Regions from separate parts of the Mus musculus genome. Here region 2 is linked to region 1. The links are chromatin contacts, called in public Hi-C maps. All regions are on one chromosome and are shown on one strand. Each heading gives the region's core, a stretch centred on a gene start, on an enhancer-like site or on the middle of the called end of the contact. The rest is flanking DNA. Distances are from core to core; before and after follow the strand shown.

Evidence for each region. Hi-C and Micro-C count contacts between places; a contact is called where the count stands out from the background.
Region 2: a Hi-C map of cerebellum shows a contact between it and region 1, with 1.8 times the contacts expected there. The contact joins two enhancer-like sites. A contact is called at or near these places in 1 of 484 Hi-C or Micro-C datasets (cerebellum) and 1 of 115 datasets of contacts at active chromatin or transcription factors (pancreatic cancer cells).

What each region holds. Positions count from the first base shown.
Region 1 is chr2:156,483,827-156,491,645 of GRCm38.p6, reverse strand. All of the region lies in intron 2 of Epb41l1 (erythrocyte membrane protein band 4.1 like 1), which reads right to left. Gm33977 (a long non-coding RNA gene) reads left to right here. Exons shown (of 3, transcript XR_375167.4): 3 at 417-1,929. Among named protein-coding and RNA genes, the nearest start is that of Gm33977, 11 kb to the left of the region's middle. Within about 2 kb of position 3,300, at least 74 of the 459 cell types and tissues checked have an H3K27ac peak or open chromatin away from gene starts, as enhancers often do. A contact at or near this core is called in cerebellum and pancreatic cancer cells, where this site is marked.
Region 2 is chr2:157,065,624-157,073,442 of GRCm38.p6, reverse strand. All of the region lies in intron 1 of Soga1 (suppressor of glucose, autophagy associated 1), which reads left to right. Among named protein-coding and RNA genes, the nearest start is that of Soga1, 9.7 kb to the left of the region's middle. Within about 2 kb of position 2,857, at least 219 of the 459 cell types and tissues checked have an H3K27ac peak or open chromatin away from gene starts, as enhancers often do. A contact at or near this core is called in cerebellum and pancreatic cancer cells, where this site is marked.

The DNA of each region.
Region 1 (7,819 bases), core at 2,051-4,550:
CCCAGCACCCACACCAGGGAGCTCAGAACGACCTGGAACTCCAGCTGCAGGGTGGGAGGGAGGACATCCAGCTCCCTCTTAGAGCCTATACCATCACCAACACTAACACACACACACAGAGAGAGAGAGAGAGAGAGAGAGAGAGAGAGAGCAAATATACATGTCATAAAACAAATACTTTATATTATTTTAAAAATCCAACAGCATATATGTAGACACTTTGGGCTGTGGCAAGCAGAATTTACACGACCCTGGTGTCCAGGCAGCCCCTGGGGTATGGGGTACATCCACAAATCCCCTTCCTGGGTCCTCTGTTTGGCTTCAGCCCAGACTCTTGGAACTCTTTCCTCAACCTGTAGCTCCCTGGAAATAGCTAGGAGAGGAATTTCAAGTGACTATTCCAAATTTTCCTGCAGATCCTCTGGTAAGCCAGTGCTAAACTGGACACCACCTGAGAAATACTCTACCCCACTTCTGTCACAGGTAAGACTTGAGTCACATCTTCAAAAACGTGCCCCTTAGCTTCTTCAGTCTGCTCTCCTCCCCACTTGTGGCCTAGCTCTCCGGATCTGAACGGCAGGCCCATCTTCTCTCTCCTGCACTCGACTACCCCCAGCAAAAAGCCCAACATAACCTCCTCACAGGAGAAAGAGCTCAGGCCCAGGGGGAACACCAAGGAACTCCAGTGAGGCCACGGCCAGGGGCCTGGATGCATAGATACAGGCGTATCCTCTCGAAAGAAGGAGAAATGCATGCAAAAATCACAGCAAGCGGTTGAGCGAATGGGCACGAAGTCAACGATCCACACATCGGACCCCATCTTAGTAAACACACAGATCCTTATGACAATGTGAAACCAGAAAACCTGTCACTGTGTAACTTAATATATGCTAATAAAAGCATTAAAATATGAACAGCTAGGTAAATAAATGCTGAGGACCCCACAGCCCCCATTAAAAGAAGAACTGCCAGCATTCAAAGCTTCAGCCCAGGAATAGAAACACTTCAGCTTGCCTAGACTCGCCGTTGCCGGTCCCATCCCCACCTTCCAGCTGAAATCTGACAGCTCATCATTTCCTGCATTAAAATTTCAAACTCCTTTATTTGGACTCTCTCATTACATCCGTCTCAGCACTCCCCATGAGTCTTCAACTGTCTCCTTACATAACGCGCCTGCACAAGGTAAACAAGGGAATTGCCTTGCTCCTAGATACATGCCGAGGTTCACGGTGTGTGCGGCACAGCCTGCATCCTCAAGTGCTCTGCCTACTCCACATCCTTTCCTGAATATGTGGCTTAACTCTTCCTGCTTCCAAGAAGCCTTTCCCAGCCGTCTCCCCGCCAAAGCATCCACACACCCTTCCAGCCTCGCAGAACCTTCCTCTCCCTGCACGGTTCTGGCAAGCGTCATCTGTCCTGATTCCATGTTGGCTTTCCCCCTTGGCCTTTTACCACTGTGCTCTGAACACTGTGGTGTTCCTTCCAGGGCTAAGGGTCACATCTACTGGAAAATAGAACTGAACAGTACTCGACAGATACCATTGTGGTAATACGTAATGTTGGTGTGGGGGTAAGAATGGACCTATGGAAGACAGGGTGGAATCTCTTAGGTCACCAAAGACAAACAAAAGCCCTGTGTGACTTCCACGAAAACATTCTGCTCCCGTCCTACATTTCCCACATGTGTCAGCCACTTATTCTTGTTCCAATCACCACGACATTCGCATTTCTCCATATATGAGCAGCAATTATATTTCCTTTGGTGGGTATGTTCCAAGACTGCATATTAAAATCACCTAGACCGCATTCTGTACAAATAAACTTATTAAAATCCTGAGGCTTCTATATTTGAAAACTCAGGCACACCGCTTCTGGGGATTTTAAATTTCAGTACAATATTTTGGGGTTGTTATTTTCTTCCTGAGTAGCAGAGCAATCTCCACGCCAAATCAGACTGGTTCACTTTCACGCCAAGGTCCTTGGTAGTTCCTAACTCTTAAAACAAATATACTCAAGAATACAACCCAGCATCCTTTGCCGTGCTCTCTGAGAATAGGATTTCTTACTTCTAGTTCTGTGCTTCCACTGTGTCTCTTTGGGAAGTCCTGACTGTCTATAGGATATTACTAATAAAATGGCAATAATGAAGCATGCATTCATTTCAGCTTACGGCGGGCAGGCTTGTCAGGACACCACATCCTGGAAAGTCAAGTGGTATCTACAAGGGACATCTTAGCAGAGTATCAGCTACGTTATCTCCAAGTATCAGAACAGGACAGGCTTGAGTCAAACACCTGGCCTCAAGTGATCTTCTTCCCCCGCCGTCCCAAGGACATGCCGCCATGCCACGGGCTGGTGATAAAGGACGCGGATCCTCCTGGGTTTCCCTCTGTTTTATTCCTTCTCCTTTTCTGCTCCACCTCCATCTCCTTCTACATCTGGTTGGCCCACAACTTGCTTTGTAGACCAGGCTGTCCTGGAATTCACAGAAACCAACCTGCCTCTGCCTCCCAAGTGCTGGGATGGAAAGGTGTGTACCACCATGTCCCCACCATGGCAGGGCCCAGATCTTTACACAATCGCCTTAAAACTTGAGTCTAGCCAGGTATGAAAGAGAGCTCATGTCTGCTCTCCTAGCTGTGGGAGAGGCTCGCTATGAGTTCGAGGCCAGCCTGTATTACATAGTGAGCGCACAGTAAGACCTGGCCTCAAATAAACAACTAAATCCACGTACATAAACCCTAGATGCTAAAATGGAATTTTTTTTTCAGATGCTCGTGGCTTCGGATAAAAGGAAGAGAAGGAGCTCAATAAACCCTGTTTAAGCCTATTTTAAAACTGTATTAATTAAAAATAAAAATAACATTTTAGAAATGTATAATAAGACTCTTTCTTTGACAAGCCCAAGGATAACAGCATTGTCTCTCACCAGGCCCTAGAAAGGGAGCCAAGAAGTAGACTGTGGCTTCTGACACAGCAGGCTATGTCACGTGGATGTGGTTCTTGCTCAGGCTCAGGCCAGCACACACTGCGAGAGCTGCTAGGTGGCCAGGCCAGACCGCGTACAGTCAGGGCCCTTGGGGGAACCATGTGCTGGTTCCCATGGAGCTCACTGCAGGGATTTAGGTCCCCCAGGGTATGTTTTAGCCTTGCACACGAGTCTGGGTACCTGCTGATCCACAATGTGGTCTTTTTACCCAAAGCAGGCTTCTAGGGTAGGGGGCAGGAACGGAGTTGAGACATTTAGAAATAGGAGGCACTTGGGCTGAGTCAGCCTGTGGGCAAAGGGCCAGTCCCTGATGCTCTTACTCCTCAAGAAACATAGCAAGGAAGCTCCTTACAGCCTGGCAGGAGAGCAGCAGGAGCCAGGGTCCTGCAGGCAGCCTCTCGAGAGTCACAAGTGTCAGGAACTGGTACAGAAGGAAGGACTGGACTCCCATTAGGGAGCACCGATGTGGCCAGGCCCAGGCTAAAGACTTCCCATCATTCACAGACCCCCTCCTGGCACAGCAGTGAACACCCAGACCAGGAGTGCAGACATGTCTGCTTAAAACACAGGCAGAAAGAGAAGGCTCCACAAGACAAAGGCCAGCCGGTAGGGCCAGGCTGGCGGCACCGACATAGGAGGAGGGCAAATACACAGGATTAGAGAAGAGAAAGGTCAGCCAGAATGTCAGTGTGAATGGTGCCCATTCCACCACTGCCTGGAGAGAGGGGCCCTGTGTGGCCTGGGCTAGGGTTGGCTCAGCAGGATGTCAGCATCTGGGGCTCCCCAGGGCCACTCAGCAGCCTTCTTGTCCTCTAAGCTTCCCATCTGGACGGCCTGCAGGGAGACGGCTCCTCAACTGAGCCATGGCCTGGTGGCTGGACCAGCTCTTTAAAATGAATCAACTGACATCTGGTTAACCTTCGAACCAGGGTTGGGGTGAGCGAGTCAGCATCCAGTCATCAGATACCATGTTCATTTCTCAGCTCCCCTAGCTACCGCCCGGGTCCAAACCTGCTTGATCCAGGGTCTCCCTCCCCGAAGTCATTCATAGGACTGATTCTCCAAGAGCAACCACAGCCATCTTCGCAGGAATCAAGTTGGACGCCCTTATTATAACCTCCAGTGGTATGTGGCTGCACAAGCCTGTAATCAAAGCCCTCGGGAGGCTGAGGCAGGAGGCCCTTAACTCAAGGCCAGCTTGGGCAACATATCAAACCCCAAAACATCTCTAATGACTTCCCATCAAAATAAGGCACCCCCTCCCTACTACACTGTAGTGGCCTCTGCCCATCTTTCCAGCATCTGCCCCTACCCCTGCCAGCGAGCACTGCCTTCGCCTACGTAAGCCTGCCCCTTGCAGCCTCTGCCTGTGCTTCAACTGTGCAGGCTTGACCCTGCCTCAGGACTTTGTCTTCCCTGTTCATGAGCTGTGACTCTGTCCCCTCTCCTGGTATGACAACTTTCACCTTTGTCTGTCTACCCTTTCTAACATGGGCCCCTCTCTCTAACTTCCCATTGTGACAGCATGCCAACTTGTTTGTGCTTGTGTTCATTCAAGTACTTTCGTCTGTCTGTTTTTCCAGTGGTTTGTTTGTTTGTTTGTCTGTTTGTTTGTTTGACATCATCACAACTGAGCTACACTCACTGACTGACTGACTTATTTCTATTCTCCTCTGGAATATGAACTCTATGGAGGTTTCTGTCTCATTCATCATCACTGCCAGGCCTTCACGCAATTTTTGATAAATCACTATAAACATTGAGCAAGGTGTACGGTAAAACAAGTTCAAGACCAGTCTGGACAACCTCAAGACTCCACCTCTACGTCAAACAGAGCCCTGAGTGGTAACTTGTGTCTACAATCTCAGGGCTCGGGAGGTTGAGGCAGGAAGATATGAAGTTCAAGACTAGCCTAGGCTGCATAATAAGACTACCTCAAAACAAAACTCTAAGAAAAAATTAATATTGTACAAAGTAAACACTCACAGTTTGCCATGTGCCAGGTATTGATCTATGGAGTCATCACAGGTAATCCCTACAGGAGCCTGTCATAGGTACTCTTGGGATCCCCACGTGCCAAATGGGAAGAACGAAGCAGAAAGATTAAGCAACCCACCAGAGATCAGACAGACAGCCGGTACCAGGGCCAGGATTCCCACCCAAGATCAGACCAGGTACCAGGGCCAGGATTTCCAGGCTGCAGACACCTCAGGAGCCCTCCGGCTCCTAGCCAGGCAGCCTCTCTTCTGATTTATCAGGCCCAAATCACTGGATTTTTAAACCAATCTCCTGCTACTATCCTCCTTACCAAATCGATGAGAGCCCACAGCTGCCAAGAAACTGACTTTCACAAGGACGTGACGCTGGGCCAGATTGCTATGATCTCAAAGGCGCTCCTACTATACAGCATTTCAACATCCTCAGGCCGGGGGAGTGCAATGGAGGCTAAACTGTGCAGGGGTGAAGCTGGCAAAGGCTGGACCGCTCAACACTGAGACACAAATCCACTAGGAGGAGACGCATTTAGAATCTGGACCACTGGTTTTCCTCTCAACGCTACCACTTCCTACCTGAGGAGCATCCAGGCAGGTCACTTCTCTGTTTCCTCATGTGCCTCCCACACTGGAGTAATACCACGAGAATAACAGACACTGCCAGGACTCTGCCGTTAGAGGAGAAATGCGCATGAGCAGTCACGCACTAGATGGTGAGGTTGTCTCTTCTAAATCCTAGGCATTGATGACACCAAAGATGTTTGCCCAGGTGTTCCAGGGGACTCAGATTCAGGAGTAGAGCAGCAGTAGGAAGGAGGGCGGAGGAAGGGAGAGGAGGGATGTGAAGGAGACAGGAAGGGAATTGGGAGAGAGGGAAGGGTTTAAGAAAGGGGGTCAGAGGGGCCGGAGACAACTTAAGTACCAAGAGATTCCAGGCAGATGTTTTCAAACAAACAAAGAAGAAAGACTTCTTTCTTTTTGGGAGATCAAGGGGACATATCTCTCCCACCCCCTGGCAACAATGCCTACTGGGTTGGTAGGCCCATCTGTACTTCCAGATCCATAGTATGTATGCATGAAGCAGGAGGTTAGCCCTCTGAACTGTCCCCTCAAGCTCCCACGCCTGCAAATTCTGGAGGGAGGGTTTGGCTGGAAGGCAGGAGAGACACCGTGGTCAGCTGCCTTCCCAGTTTCCTCTCTATGGGAAGTGGTAATAACTCTTCAGCTCTCTGCCCTGCTCAAGCTACTGTGGAGCTCAGGTGACCCTGCTCCCTCCTTTGGCTCATGGTCTGGGGACTGAAACCCGTTTCTGTCCTTGACAGCATGGGTGCCTCAACCACTGCCTGTGGGCTCCCTTAACTCTCCTTGCCTGTGCACCAGCACGTCCTTAGCTGAAGGAATCCTGCTCTCCAGCCAGAGTCCAGCTCCTGCTCCTGCTCTTCCTCCTCCTCCTGCTCCTGCTCTTCTTCTTCCTCCTGCTTCTCCTCCTGCTCCTGCTCTTCCTCCTCCTCCAGCTCCAGCTCCTGCTCTTCCTCCTGCTCCTGCTCCTGCTCCTCCTCCTGCTCTTCCTCTTCCTCTTCCTCCAGCTCCTGCTCTTCCTCCTCCTCCTGCTCCTCCTCCTGCTCCTGCTCTTCCTCTTCCTCCTCCTCCAGCTCCAGCTCCTGCTCTTCCTCCTGCTCTTCCTCTTCCTCTAGCTCCAGCTCCTGCTCTTCCTCCTCCTCCTCCAGCTCCAGCTCCTTCTCCTGCTCCTGCTCCTGCTCTTCTTCCTCCTCCTCCAGCTCCAGCTCCTTCTCCTGCTCCTGCTCTTCCTCCTCCTCCTCCAGCTCCAGCTCCTTCTCCTGCTCCTGCTCTTCCTCCTCCTCCAGCTCCAGCTCCTGCTCTTCCTCTTCCTCTTCCTCCAGCTCCTTCTCCTGCTCTTCCTCCTCCTCCTCCAGCTCCATCTCCTGCTCTTCCTCTTCCTCCAGCTCCAGCTCCTGCTCCTGCTCCTGCTCTTCCTCCTCCTCCTGCTCTTCCTCCTCCTCCAGCTCCTGCTCCTGCTCCTCCTCCTGCTCCTGCTCCTCCTCTTCCTCTTCCTCCAGCTCCTGCTCTTCCTCCTCCTCCTCCAGCTCCTTCTCCTGCTCCTGCTCCTGCTCTTCCTCCTCCTCCTCCAGCTCCAGCTCCTTCTCCTGCTCCAGCTCCTGCTCTTCCTCCTCCTCCTCCAGCTCCAGCTCCAGCTCCTGCTCCTGCTCCTGCTCCTGCTCCTGCTCCTCCTCTACCTCTTCCTCCAGCTCCAGCTCCAGCTCCAGCTCCTGCTCCTCCTCCTCCTCCAGCTCCAGCTCCTTCTCCTGCTCCTGCTCCTTCTCCTGCTCCTGCTCCTCCTCCTCCTCTTCCTCTTCCTCCAGCTCCAGCTCCTGCTCTTCCTCCTCCTCCTCCAGCTCCAGCTCCAGCTCCTTCTCCTGATCCTGCTCCTGCTCTTCCTCTTCCTCTTCCTCTTCCTCCAGCTCCAGCTCCAGCTCCAGCTCCAGCTCCTGCTCCTGCTCCTGCTCCTGCTCCTCCTCTACCTCTTCCTCCAGCTGCAGCTCCAGCTCCAGCTCCAGCTCCTGCTCCTGCTCCTGCTCCTCCTCCTCCTCCAGCTCCAGTTCCTTCTCCTGCTCCTGCTCCTGCTCCAGCTCCTTCTCCTGCTCCTGCTCCTGCTCCTGCTCCTGCTCCTTCTCCTGCTCCTGCTCCTGCTCCTGATCTGGGCACGCAGCAGGGGTGGGGTGGGGGTGGGATGGGGGTGGGAGGACTTGACATGGGATCTGGGAAGAGGCAGCACAGTCCCTCACGGGTTAGATGATACAGCAGGACACCTTCAGCA
Region 2 (7,819 bases), core at 1,608-4,107, 580 kb before region 1:
AGTCCATATACACGGGAAAGTGTGCACATACGTGCACACAGACATTATCTATACGCACCAGCATCCATAGGATCCCAGAGACTTGTCAGGGGACACAGACACCATCCACTCCAGTACCCAGTGCCACCTCTTCCTCAGAGAGCAAGCAACCTTTGCACAAGTACCTGGGGTTCAACAGATGTCACATGAATACCCACAAAGAGGTTCGCAGGCAGGATGGACCCAACCTCCGCACACATTAGCACCAACACAAGGGTTGATCATGCAGATGTCAGACATGGTGTTTGCTTAACCAGGGCACCCAGACATACATGCTCATGCACACGCACGTCTATTTACACTGACGGTGACATTTCACCTACGCACATAAACACAGGAACTCTTGGTCAGTGTTCCCCGGAGCTACTGTGTATGACTCTTCTGTTTCCAGCTGTTTCATAAGGCTTCTTGTCTTGCTGCCGGGACCATAAGTGGCGTCAGGACTGGGTTTGTAACTGTCTGGATCTGGGGTCCCAGGGGCCCAGCTGAGGAGGGCTGCAGGTGGAGTCTGGAGGTCTCCATAACTGGAGAAACTGCATCTAAGTTGCCCAGGCTCCAGAGCCACGCCCTGTGGGACTAAGGGAAATAGACACATGTCAAGCCTGCCACAGAAGGAACGGTGCCTCAGGGTAACTCTTCTAATCCCTTTGGAATTTCCTGCATACCCTGCCTCCCTCTGCTGCAAGTCACAGAGGCCGCAATGCCCTGATCTGTAGAGGGTGCCCATGCCTAGTCTAGAACTAGTCTAGAAGTGAGAAGAGGTATACGCACCTAAGAGCAGCTGAGCAGGCTTCCTGGAGGAGGAGGTGTCACAGCTGGGGATTTGCCTGATTGGCTGCCTCAGTGCTCAGCTTCTGGATAAGGGCCTGCCGCCTTGCAGGGGCTCACTAAGTAGATGTGTATGCTTAATTGATCAGCTATGGTTCTGGCCTAGAAATGGATAGTAGGTTTGGAAAGGAGGGCTGGAGCCAGGTGTGGAGGTATGTACGCTCAGTCCTTGTACTCAGGAGGCTGGGGCAGGAGTTCAAGGCCAGCTGGTTACTACATAGTGAGACCTGTCAGGAAAGGACAGAGCGAGAGGGAGGAAAGAATAGTTGAGTCATGGGTGTGAGAGTCATGGAACTAGGGGTTGGGGTTGAGGAGTAGTAGAAGGTCAGGAGGACTTAGGAAGGACACTAGGTACCTGAGCAGTAGACCCTTGGCTGGAAGATAGTTTTGTTGGTTTGTAGCAGGGCTGGGGCCAGGTGGCCCTAGCACTAGGCACAAAATTGCTGCTATCTCAGGGTGCCAATGAAGGCAAAAGCAAGGAAGACTGTGAGGTCCCACAGGCACACTCCGTCTTTAGAATCAGGTCCGAGGCCAAGCCACACCTTGTTATGTCCCTTCCTGTGCATGTTGCCTCTTGGAACCTCAGTCTTCCAGTCTGTATAGAGGGAATTCAATCCCTTTCTTGCAGATACTCTGGGAGATAAGAGTTCAGACACATGAGAGCCCATTTCTGTCCTGTATACAGAAGATGGGAGGGACTCCAGGCTCTAGGTAGCCTCTGTGGCAGAGGGACACTCCAGAAAAGGGCTTGGTTAAGTTCAAGGCAAAGGGCTGGCTGTCAGCCAGGGTTCTAACTGTGGCCAGCCCCTAGCCTCCAACATATGACATCATCTGTAGTCTATACACACCCCTCTGGTGCAGGAAGGTGGGGCCCCTGCGGTCAGCACTGTGGCTGCCTTTGCTGGCTTTCCAAGCTGGGGCAGGAGTCGGAGGAGGTAGAAGCTACTGTTCATCCCTCCCTTGTCTCAGTCTAAAGGTCTGAAAGCTTGGGATCTGGACCAAGCCTGGGCTGCATCTGGGCCTGTGCTTTGCTCCCTGTTCCCCCTCCAGGAAATGTTCTGCAGTGTCACCATGATCATTCAACAGGAGGGAGCCGGTGTGTGAGGAGTTGGTCCCCTCTGTGTTTCACTCATCCTGGTTGTCAGCCCTTACCCTTCAACAGCTCCAGAAATGTGTAGACACATTTCTCCTTGGCAGCTCACTTACCCTAAGTCACTCCTCCCCTGATGGCCAAAACCTGTGTCTCATTTGCAACCTGGTGATGCTCGCTTAGTGGTGAAGGACCACCCTTGGGGGCCCATTCCAAGATAGTGGTAAAACATCTCCTGCCTGGGCTACAGATGAAAATAAAGGTGACTGGTGTGTGTGTGTGTGTGTGTGTGTGTGTGTGTGTGTGTATGTGTGTGTGTGTGTATGTGTGTGTGCTGTGATTCCCCAACTGCTGGTGTGTATGTGTGTGTGTGTGTGTGTGTGTGTGTGTGTGTGTGTGTGTGTGTATGTGTGTGTATGTGTTTGTGCTGTGATTCCCCAACTGCCTGAGCCTCCGTGGCTCTTTGGGACTCTTCAGTAGCACCAGACTTTGTTTGGTCACCCCTCCCTGGTCTGCCTTGCCTAGGCACCATCCTCCTGTCCCAGCCCATGGCTAAGTGCGCGGCTGAGCTGCCTTTAAGTCTTGCTTCCCCAGCCTTTTCACCCAGACGCCCCCAGTGTCCTCTTTGCCCTTTCATTATGGATCCATTCCCCTGTCCCCTTTCCATGATCTCCTGGGGACTGCTCCAGGCCTGGTTTCCTGTGTTAGGTACTAGGAGCTGTGGGGACTCCTCGGTGGGACATTTAGCTCACAGTGACTAGACTTGTTAACAGGACATTTCTGGCTTCGCAGCAGCCACTCCTGCTTCTGCATGCAGTGTGGCGCTTCCAGGGTGCTTAGCCCCTTCCTTCTAACCAGGCTTAAACTGCAGCCCGAGCATTACGTCACCTTGCTTGCTAGTCACATTAGCTGTAAAGGACAAGAGGGATTCAGGCCGTGTGGTTCTCGGTGATTCTGCAAGCCTCGACTCCCTGCCCTTTTCTGTTACAGACTTGGCTGAAGCCCAGAGGTTGGGGGATGTTGTCAACAAACCCTGATCCAAAGCTGCCTTCCTTCCTGGGCAGGACAGGAGAGACAGTGTCTGTGCTTCCTTGAGTGTGCCCAGCAGCCCAGGGCCTCGGGGCGCTGCCCCTAGGCTACACACACACACACACACACACACACACACACACACAGAGAGAGAGAGAGAGAGAGAGAGAGAGAGAGAGAGAGAGACCTGGAGACAACCTCACTTCCCTCCCTCAGCCTCAGTTGGTTCCCCTGGGAAGTGGGCAGGGTAAGAATAGAGCTTGCCACAAAGTATCACCAATGAGAAAGAGAGAATAGCTTCTCACCTCTGCTGGTGTCTGGCACATGCCATACCCTTGGAAGTGCCCAGCTGTTGTTACTTCTGTTGTCCCATTTATGAGCCTCAAAATGAGCCTAAGTCCTGACTCCTGACGCCTCTGCTTTCAGGCTTCTTGCCTACTGGGGAGGGAGGGACTAACTGTGTGCTGTTGGCATGAGCCTGCCGTGGTCAGTCTGTCTGCTCTCTCTGGTGTTGGAGAGGCAGGGCCCAGAGAAGTGGGACCTCATAGATCTCTAGGGTCAGATATCCCCAGTGCCAATGGAACAGGAGCATTGAGATCCTGTAACTCGGTGATGCATGGCTGGATGTGACTTCCTCTGTGACACTTAACCCTGATTCCCCCAAACCTCTGCCCACAGAGGCTAAGCTGGGTTGAGCTTGAACAGGAGGCAGGAACCCAGAGTCCTTCTTGGCCTCACTGCGCGTTCTGTAAAGGACAAGGAGTCTTTGAGTTCCCCTTCTCCTGGAGTGTTTGCATTCAAACTGGGAGGGAAGTGAAGCTCTTTGCAGCCTTCTCCTGGGGTCTGACTGTGATGATCTCATCTGGAGCCCTGTCAGAGTCCCGGGGAGGAGGAGGGACAGCAGATGGCTTTTCTGGCCTTTTGGGTGGGGCTGGCCTGCTGTCCCTGTGGCCACTGCTGGTCAGCTCTTCCATAGCTGGGGTAGGTTGCCAGGGCCAGAGTGGGTGACAAGTGGTCTGGAGCCAGGGTGGCAGATGGGTAGGCAGCCTGGGCCTTGGCCCAGGGGAGGACCATGGTAGCCAAGTGGTGTGGGAGGAGGAGGGCAAAGCGGAGCCCCTGGTCCTTTGTAGAGTGGTTGATTAGAGTGAAGTCCCTGGCCCCATATAGAGCATAGCTTTTCCTGTCCATCCCTAAGTCTGCTTTTGAGCTGGGCAGGAAATGATCCATTTGGGTAAGATTTGGAATATGTCACGGCTGCGGTCGGGTGTCATGGTGCTGGGAGTTGAAGCCTCCGTGGAGATTGGCCTCGGAGTCTAAACAGTTGCTGCAGCTGCTCAGTGGGATGGTGGTCCTCCCTTCAGCCTGGCTGTTCTGTTCCCTCATGGCTATTTCTTGAGCCCCTCTATATGTGCCCGTTCTCTGGTGACTGAAGTGGGTCTTCCACAACCAAGCAGACAAATGAGTAAAATACCCGTCACTAATAGAACTGTGTCGTGCAGTGTGAGGGAAGGAGAAGGGTAGGCTGCACGGCTTGGCAGGAGGCCTGACAGGAGGTGCCATAGGCCACCCACACAGGAATGGCAGAGGCTGAAGGCTGTGACAGGCCAGGTGATTTCTGCTGGTGCAGGAAGACTCGGGTGGCTGAGTGTGGCCCACGTGAGGGGTGGTTAAGGGACATGGAGGTGAAGGGAGTCAGGGTTGGGCCTGGTGGAGCCTGAGCTCCTAGGATAGGTTTGCTCTGCGTGATGAACGAGACCCCCCGGAGGTTCTGTTTCTGCTTTGCTTTATGTCTATTTGAAAAAAAGGTCTCACTGTAAAATAAGTTTTGATAAATGTACTATAACTGTTAACCCCAGTCAAGATAAGGGCTAACGCCTATAAACTAGGTACATTAGGATTGTATTTCTTCTTCAATCTATTTATCTATCTACTTAGTTAATTAATTAATGTGAGTGTGGGCGTGCATGTGGGGGTCCTTGTGGAACTTGGTTCTCCCCTCCCATCAAGTGGGTTCTTGGAATTAAAGTCAAATCGTCAAGCTTGGTGGTAAGGGTCTTTGCTCCCTGAACCAGCTCACAGGCCCCTAATTGGATACATTAATTTTTTTTAAATTTAATTTTATTTTTACTGTATATAAGTTATACCTGAGAGCTAGGGATGTAGTAGCTCAGGGCCAGAGCCTGGACTTCACATGTGAGAGATGCTGGGTTTAATCCTTAGCAATCAAAAAAGAAAGGGAGTGGGGGATTAGAAGTGTTCATTGTTCAGCCAAACTTCCTCTACAACCAGAGCCCTCCCTCGACTACTGATCTGTTCTCTGTCCCTTAGCCTCACCCATTCACAGTGTCACATGCATGGCACCCTCAGCATCTCCTGTGGCTGGCTTCCTTCGAGGAGTCAAAGCCCGGCTGCTCCAGGCTTCCAGAGCACCCCACCCCCACCCCCACCCCTCGCTGCTGCTGGTGTTACATGGTGGGGTCACAGCTTAGCCATTTGTGAGTCAGGAGTCACGTGGGCTGTCCCCACGTTTTGATTATCATTGGAGGGCTTAAAGCAGGGAACATTTAAACAGTTTTAATCACATTTTAAGTATTAAAAAAAAAATCACAGGCTGGAGAGATGGCTTAGGGGTTAAGAGCACTGACTGCTCTTCCAGAGGTCCTGAGTTCAATTCCCAGCGACCACATGGTGGCTCACAACCATCTGTAACGGAATCTGACGCCCTCTTCTGGTCCGTACTCACATACATAAAATAAATAAATAGTTCATTAAAAAAAAATCACTCTTTGGGAGCTGGGGTACAGAGCAAGCACTAATATGCAAGGTGCTGAGTTCAATCCCCGGAGCTGGAGAAGCGATGGGGGTGGGGGGAGAAAGAGAGGGAGGGAGAATTACTGTGTCTTGTACTAAGTTGGGAGCAGCTTACTGAGGTCAAGGAAGGGTCACCATGACAAGAATCTGGGCCCGGCCACCAGGCCTGCTGTAGGCACTCACTAAGTATTCAAACACCTGGATGTGCCCAAGGAAGTCTGTGTTTCTGAGGTAAAGAGTTAGGAGGCAGTGACAGAGCAGGAGGCCCAGGTGTGCTGTCTGTGGGCTCACTGCGATAGGCTGTCAGTTCCCAGCTTCTGACCCTGCCTGGGCACAACTGGGATCTCAGATGTGGTCATTAGGCTTCCAGGGTGGCACTGGGAGTTATTCTCCAGTGGGAGGGAGTTGAGGGTCTCCACATATCATCCTCTTGTCTTCAGGAACTTTATGTCCCCTTGGCTCCTTCTTGGTTGGGACTGTCTCTGGGGTCAGACTACCCACTGCCACTTGCTGTGTGTCTGCAAAGGGATGTCGTGTCCAGTCCTCATTTCCCACAGGCCAGATCCATCATGCACACAGTCTGCACTCCTGTACAAGGAAGGACTTCACCAAAGCCATTCCCCTCTGTGTTCTCAGGGACAGTCAATCATCTTACATCCATGTAGGCGGCACAGAATCAATCCTTGGATCTGAAGTCAGGGCTGGCCAGGAAGTTCAGGGATCTGCCTGTCTCCACGCCTGGCTTTATCCATGGGTGCCGGATGACCTCAGATCTGTGTGCTTGCACAGCGAGTACTTTGCCCGCCCAGCCATCTCCCCAGTGTTGTTTCTCCCTTTTGATGCTCTGAGCTATCAGGGGCTGGGGTAATAACCCAGGCTTTGCAGATCATGGTGCTCCCAAGAGAATAGAGGCTCTGGCATTGTATTCTATGCATGGACCCTATTACTGTTATAAGTTATACTGTTATAGGACCCTATTATAGGTTATAACCTCTGCTGAGACCCTCAGGATAATGTCTTTCAGTGTTAACCTCCAAATCCAAGGAGATTCAAGCTAGATTGAAACAATTACTAAAGTATGCTACAACTATGATATAGTTATGTGCTTGTTAACTCTTGGATTCTGATAGCTGCTTTAACTACTGTAATTACAAGGTACTGATGAGTATAAACAATATTTTGACATTTTTGCAACAACCGTTATAGGATATGAAGATATTAGCAATTTCTTTGGTGTCCAAGTCTTGAGTGCTTCTGATACAACCTCACTTTGTTCTTGAGTCCACAATGGAAGGAGATGCAAATTTCAAGAGGTTGTTGCAAATAAAGATGCAACTTTGTTGAGTAGCCAACAGAGAGGAGGGGACCTGAGGGAAGCATCCCTTCAGGGCTCTGCCTGTTGGGGTAGGCTCAGCAGGCCCGGTCCCTTGATGCACACAGCTCTCTCTGTACAACGGATTCCTGGCTTGCCTTGCTTTCTGCAGGACTCATGAGGTGATTCACCAGGAATGTCTGTATAAACTGTGGAGTCCCTTGCAACCCTGCAAGCCTATTATTAGCAATATTGTGAGTTCATGTTGGGTCCTCGAGCCCAGCCTGAACTTAGAGACTCTTCCGGGCCAGTTTCCCAGGAGTCCTGGGAACTGGCCATCTCTGAGAGGTTGCTTCCTGCCGGCAGCCCTCACGGAGGTACTTGACATGTAGGAGATGTGTGGGAAGCTTGCGGTTCCCTGGGCAGGCAGACCTTGCTATCCTCCTGAGGTGGCACTGGAGTCAGCCTGGGCTCTCCCTGCCCTTTCACACAAGCCCTAGATCTGGGGTCAAAAGGACAGAAGGCTCCAGGCTATGGAAAGAGACCAGGCAGGCCAATAGCCTTTCTCTTTTGTTCACACCTGCCCATGGTGCCTGTTGCATTCCACATCCTAGGGATGTTGGGGAGCAGAAGTGGGTGAGACCCAGCCTCACTCTGCCCTGCCCTTCCTCAGGCAGTTAGAGGTAGAACGACGAGGAGCAAGCCGATGT